Regions from separate parts of the Mus musculus genome. Here region 1 is linked to region 2. A link is a contact called in public promoter capture Hi-C data. All regions are on one chromosome and are shown on one strand. Each heading gives the region's core, a stretch centred on a gene start, on an enhancer-like site or on the middle of the called end of the contact. The rest is flanking DNA. Distances are from core to core; before and after follow the strand shown. Region 1 holds the start of 1700019J19Rik (RIKEN cDNA 1700019J19 gene). Region 2 holds the start of Endod1 (endonuclease domain containing 1).

Evidence for each region. Capture Hi-C pulls out chosen DNA fragments and counts their contacts.
Region 1: a promoter capture Hi-C map of adipose tissue shows a contact between it and region 2, with 2.9 times the contacts expected there. The contact joins the promoter of 1700019J19Rik here to the promoter of Endod1 in region 2. A contact is called at or near these places in 4 of 39 promoter capture datasets (the C10 cell line, embryonic stem cells, hippocampal neurons and 1 more), 4 of 115 datasets of contacts at active chromatin or transcription factors (effector CD8 T cells, embryonic stem cells and memory CD8 T cells) and 3 of 9 other capture datasets (adipose tissue, embryonic stem cells and liver).

Annotation. Positions count from the first base shown.
Region 1 is chr9:14,088,509-14,091,716 of GRCm38.p6, reverse strand. 1700019J19Rik (RIKEN cDNA 1700019J19 gene) reads right to left here and starts at 1,640. Exons shown (of 4, transcript NR_166640.1): 1 at 1,256-1,640.
Region 2 is chr9:14,379,861-14,382,653 of GRCm38.p6, reverse strand. It overlaps Endod1 (endonuclease domain containing 1), which reads left to right and starts at 1,412. Exons shown (of 2, transcript NM_028013.3): 1 at 1,412-1,983. The coding sequence starts at 1,684.

The DNA of each region.
Region 1 (3,208 bases), core at 391-2,890, 290 kb after region 2:
ATTTGTACAAACAATCCCCTCTGACGTGTTTGTTCTCTGGAGTCCCCTGGCCTGGTAATTCCTGAGTCAATTTCAGTTATCGCCATGGTGGCGGTTATTATGGACTCCTTAGAAATGACAAGTGTTGGATAGAACATTCTGTTTTCTCTCTAAGTAGAACATACTTCTAGAATCTCTGAATCCTCTGGAAATAGAAATGAATCATTTGTTCACACATTTACTCCACATACAAACATTCAATGGGCACATGCTCTGTATACAATCTTGTCAGTTGAAGAGAGATAGAGAGATAATAATAGCTCTTGGGACCTCAGGCTTCTCAGAGAGGCTGGCCTACGACTAGCAGAAGGTAGAATGAAAGTGTGCCTGAACTCTCTCCCTCTCCGTCTCTCCCTTTCACTTCCTCTGTCTCTCCCTCTCTTGCTCTCTTTCTCTCTGACATCAAAGCTGTGGCTTCTGACAGAATCTTTAAGAGGCCATTCAAACTGCTTCCACTGTACTCAGGGTAGATCTGTGGAGAAGTTTGCTGGGCTCTGGGACAAACTCCCCTCGACTTTCTCTGCTCAAGGAAAAACAGGAGGGCTCACAGGAGCTCACTGCCATGAAAAGCAAATGTGTTAAGAGGTTGTTGCCCTGTGGCCTCTAGGAGCCTTCCATCCCCTTTGTCCTCACTGCTTCTCCATGACTGTGCCTTGTCCATTCCTTCTGGAACACATTGTTACGTCCTCTTTTCCAATGGCAGGGGCTGTGCTGAGGTAGAGCTGGTTCCCTTCTACCTTGCTCCTTCCCCACCTGGAACTCAGCTCTCCTCTTTGTAGGGAATTTCGAGCACTGAATAGGCAGCAGCCCCCTCCATCCTCACAGAGAGCACCAACAGACCTGGGGTCTCACCATGGTCATCCAGAACCCATGTAAACCTTCATGAACCTTTTCAGCAGGGCTTCTAGACAGCTGGACTTGACCCAGGAGGGAAACAATCTCTAGGCATCTTTGGTAACAGCCATCACTTTCCACCCCCACAAATTTATTTTTAAATCACTCTGAGATATGCATGATGATAAGCAATGTGTGGGTGGAATGATTGCTGTTAGTCAGGTGCCTCTTCTTTCAGGAAGTGCTCTGTAAATATCTTGGGGCTGAAGTAGACCCTCCCGCTGCTGAGCCCCTCTCACCATCCATCCAAGAGAAGCTTTCTCCTTTAGGGTCTCTTTCTCCTGCATGTATAACCTGGAACTATGCGCCAGTGTGAGTTTACCTTCTCCATCTCTCCACTCCGGAGTAGGCGACTCCAGATAGGACTGTGGAGTCCTCCATGATGACAAGAGACCTGTCCTGGAAGACCTTCTGGGAAACCCAGCGGAAGAGCCGTGGACTTGTTTGTGGATAACTGGTTGGCTCAGAGGATTCCAAATCCCAACCATGAATTTTTCCTTCTGAACCTATCATTAGGTCTGATTTTGTGCCAAACCAGTTCTGAAGCAAGACAGTGTAAGCAAGCCTGTTCATTCACTGTTATTTTTAGGGCAGATCTGTTTCTCATTGACTGGGGCCCACTGGGCCCCTCCCTTGCTTTGTCACACTCAGGACAGTCAGCTTGGCAGCACACCAAAGACCATGCTTGCCCAGAGGTGCCCTCGCCTGCCTCTCCTGACTGGCGGGTACCGGCCTGAGCTAAAGCTGCCTTTGTTTTGTCACAGTGGGTTATTTTTTCTTGGGCTTGGATGGCTCAGCAAAAGTTATTGGACGCTCTGCAGGGTACAAGCGCCGAGCAGCACAGTTTATATTGGAACTGGTGTACACTGTTCTAGTATTCGTGGGCAGGGGGAAGGGTCACACACAAGTCAGTGCTGTCTGATTCTTAAGCTAGGAGCCCTTCCGCAGTAACAGTAGTGCTGATAGGAACAGATGAGCAGGGGGAGCAGATGAGCGGGGGAACCAATAAAGCATAGAACAGACACTTGCTTGTCTTCAGCAGTAGCCACCCTCAGGCATCATGGGGGTGGGGGACGAGAGACAACAAAAAGAAAGTGATATTTAAATCAGGTCAAACACAGCTACCACCTCTTCCTCCCCTCCCTCCTTGCTCCCCCAGCCTGGAATCCTCTGTCTGCTCTCATCTTCTGTGACATCAGCTGTCTCCTTTGCCACAGAGAGTGTGGAATTTGAGCTTTCATGCCTGGCTTAATTTGCTCAACCTAATGAGCTCTGCTTCCGCCCCCGCTGCCACCCATTCTTTTCCTGGCTGCATAGTATTCTGCTGCATGCACGGACCGTGCTTTTCCTATCTATCTATCAGGTAATGAGAACTGAAGCCGTTTCCATCTGTTCGTGGACACTGTGACCGATAACCCAGGAGCACAGGAGTTGATTTAATGTCCTTTATATGTTTGTTCATATTGATATTATGCAATGTTTATATTAATGAAAATACCACTTGATATTCCATTAATGTGTTCAATTTTATATTTTTTTTAGCTAAAGTTAGGAGGTCAATCTAATTTAAACTTAAAAAGAAATAGTAATAAGACAGGAGAGATGTCTCCATGGTCAAGAGCACTGAATACCCTTCTCAAGGACCTGGGTTTGATTCCCATCACCCAAATAGTGGCTCATAACCATCTGTGTATAACTCCAGTTCCTAAGGATCTAACACCCACCCCAAGCATCCATGGATGCACAAACATATGTACAGACAAAACACCCATTCAAATAAAATAATATTGGTATTAATGCGTGCGCGCATACACACACACACACACACACACACACACTGCTTCAGTGCTTCTGTGGGCCTGCTTTCCCCTCAGGGTCTCCTCTTTCATCTGTGTCCTACTTTAAGTGTCTGCAGAGCTGTCTACAACTCCTGACATTCCTTTCTCAGAATTCCCAGGGACTTCCCTCCAAGACTGTGTGTCTTCCTGTCCTCCATCCTCAAGGCTGCTGAATTCCTGGGAATGATCAAATACGCATGTACCAAGAACCTCACACAGACTATGAGGTCAGTGAAGTCAGAGGAGCAACTTCATCCTAGCCCAGCCTCAAGTACTTTCTGGGGTGGGAGGGGGTGGAGGCGGGGGAAGAGGGACTGTGGGGTGGAGTGGGGATGGGGGTCACTTACTATTGTTCTCATCTGGCTCTGAGTCTGTCTTCCTATGTGCCTCCATGTGAAGCCATCTTTTAACTCCCTTCTCCTCTTGACACTATATAG
Region 2 (2,793 bases), core at 163-2,662:
TATGAGCACAAGGAAGTCAAGTCGACAGTATTATCAACATTAGATGTTTATATCTGGCAGCAGCCCACAGGAGGCTTGGATAAAACTGAAGCCTACTGTGGGTCTGAGGCAGTGGGGCAGAGATATGTACACAGCTAGAGTCCTGGGTGTTAGAGCTGTCCACATTGACTCTCACTGACCTGACGCTCACCAAGGAAGCCAAGCTGATCTTCAAGCCCCAAGAACTTAGCTGTTTCTGTGCCCCCAACATGAGATCACAAGTCTGTGCCACCTTGCCCTGCTTTTCTTTTTAAACTCAGGTTCTGTGCATCAAACGCAAACAGATCCTCTTGCTTATATCTGGACCCCCGCTGCCAAGTTTGCGTGGCAGTCACTGTGACCATGAAGCCATCTCCCCAACCTGGTTATGGTAGAAAGATCCAAGCTTTCAGTGATGTTTTATTTATTTATTTTGTTTGTTTGTTTGTTTGTTGAAACGGTCTTGATTTGTAGTCCAGGCTGGTCTTAACCTCTGTCCCGGAATTACGAGCCTAAGTCGCCCTTCTCAGTTCCCTAACCTAATGTATACTGTTGCTCCAGACCTCAGTTTTATTTTTAAACTAAATTAATTACTTCAGTTTGAGTCAGGGTCCAAGAAGCCCATTCTGCCTTTGAACTCCTGGTCCCTGTGCACACCACCACAGCTAGTTATTTACTGGGAGTGGGAACCGGGGCTGGGCTTCTTAATCCTAGTCAATCACTCTGCTCACATCCCAGCCAGATTCCTCTGCTCTTTATTCCACCAGCCTGTCTCAAGTCCCTCCCACATTCTTTTCCCCTCTGGGAAAGTCCAGCTTGGGGCTGCCTTCCTCAGGGTGTCAGTTCAGATATCATCTTTTCAGGCCAACTTCCTTCACTGTATCCTAAAACCCTGTAGGAGTCACGCAGTGGATTAACACTGGGTTTTCAGTGATTCCGTAAACAGCATGTTTTGTTTGTTTGTTTGTTTGTTTGCTTGTTTTTTAATTAATACTAGGCTCACCAAACAGAGATCCTGCTCTTGTCGGTTATCACTCTACTAATTCAAGGTGGGGGTGTGCAGAGGCATGTGAGCAGTGGGATGAATACAGGGTGTTGGCTGTCTTGTTCCCTTCTGAGTTTCGGTTTGATATCTAATGCTCATACCAAGTAAACCACGGCCGGGCTGTGCTGTCTGCCTAAGAACTTCCTTTATCAGTATTTATTTATTTATTTATTTATTTATTTATTTATTTATTTATTTATTTATTTATTTATTTAGCAGGGTCTTACGGATCCCCCTGCCTCTACCAAAAACCCGGCTTTAACAGGGTTTCTTAACTGGGGTCTGATGCGGAAGGGTAGGCACCGTCTCCTCTGTGGACATCTCCCCATCCCGGAGGAACCTGGTGCACGCAAGGTCCGACTTCTCAGCGCCAGCCCTGGGGACAGCCCCTTGGGCTAAGCCAGTCCAGCGCGGAGGGGGAGCTCTGGCACACAGCAGCGCCGCGGCAGGTGTCCGGTCTCCAGGGGTGGGTGCAGCCGCAGAAAGCCGCGGCTGAGCACTGCAGCCATCTTCGGGGTGGAGGCGGAGAAGGGGCGCGGCCTTGGCCCAGAGCCGCCCCGCCAGAGAGGCTCACCGCGGACTTCCCTGCTCTAGCGGCGCCCGGCCGCGCAGAGGCCGCCATGGGCTGTGCGCGCTGGCTGGCGCTGGGCGGCCTCCTGGCCCTGGCAGGGCTGTTGCAGGCCCGGCTGCTGCTCCCGCAGCAAGCGGGCTTCGGCGAATGCGACCGTTTCTTCTACAAGGGGACCCCACCCGCCGGGCTGGCGACCGAAGCGCACGTGAGGATCTGTCAACGCTTCGCGGGCTCCGAGCGCTTCGCCACTCTGTACAGTCCTGGCCACCGCATCCCCGTGTTCTCCGCGTTTCGCGCTGCGCGCCCGGCGTCCCGCAGTGCCGAGCAGCGCGGGCTGCTGGAGCCGCAGGTAAGCAGGACTCGGGAGAACCGGGATCTGAAGTTCAGATCTACCCCCCAGCGTCTCCCCATCCCCAAACTGCAGCCTGCCTTGCCTGGGTGGGAGTCTCCACTTAAGCCGCAGGGGCGGGAGGTTCCCCGAGGAGATGGCCCTCCCTCCTCTTGGGCTCAGACGTCTGCAGTGTCTGGTTGGTTTCCTGGGTAGTAGAGAACATGAACTGGGAGACAGCCCTTGGTGGCCAAGACCGGGCAGATCCGCGGGAAGCACAAGCTTCCCAGGCCCGCCCACATCCCCTCAGCAACATTTGGGCGGTGGGCAAGTTCACCCCACTTTACAGGAAGCAGCTCCAGACAAGGAGGGGTGAAGGAGCTTGCAGAAGACCACCCAGCTGGTGAGATGAGTGAGCTGGTCTTGAGGCTAGAAAATCACTGCCCTTTCTGCTAGGGGAAAGCTTCTGACAGTGCAAGGACTTTGGGAAGCTCAGTGGGGGTAGTACCCACGCAGAAAGGACAAACCAGTTTTTCCTGAATCTTCGTATCTGTAGATTATCAGACCATTGCAATCAAGTGACCTTTCACAGTGTTGGGTCTGTCTGGCGGCAGGGATCAAACACCGAGAAAGCCTTCCATGGGCCATACAGAAACTGCTGACTGGCTCTCCTCTGCCAGGTCTCCGCAGTAAGACACCCTGTCCTGCCTCTCTGACTTCTCCCCAGCCTTCCAGCCCTGTGTGTCCCAGAGCCCTTGGTTCCTGCCGGCCACCAATACAAAGCTTCTGGCTTTCAGGTGTCTCCACCTGAAAGTATGGATTGTACCTTGG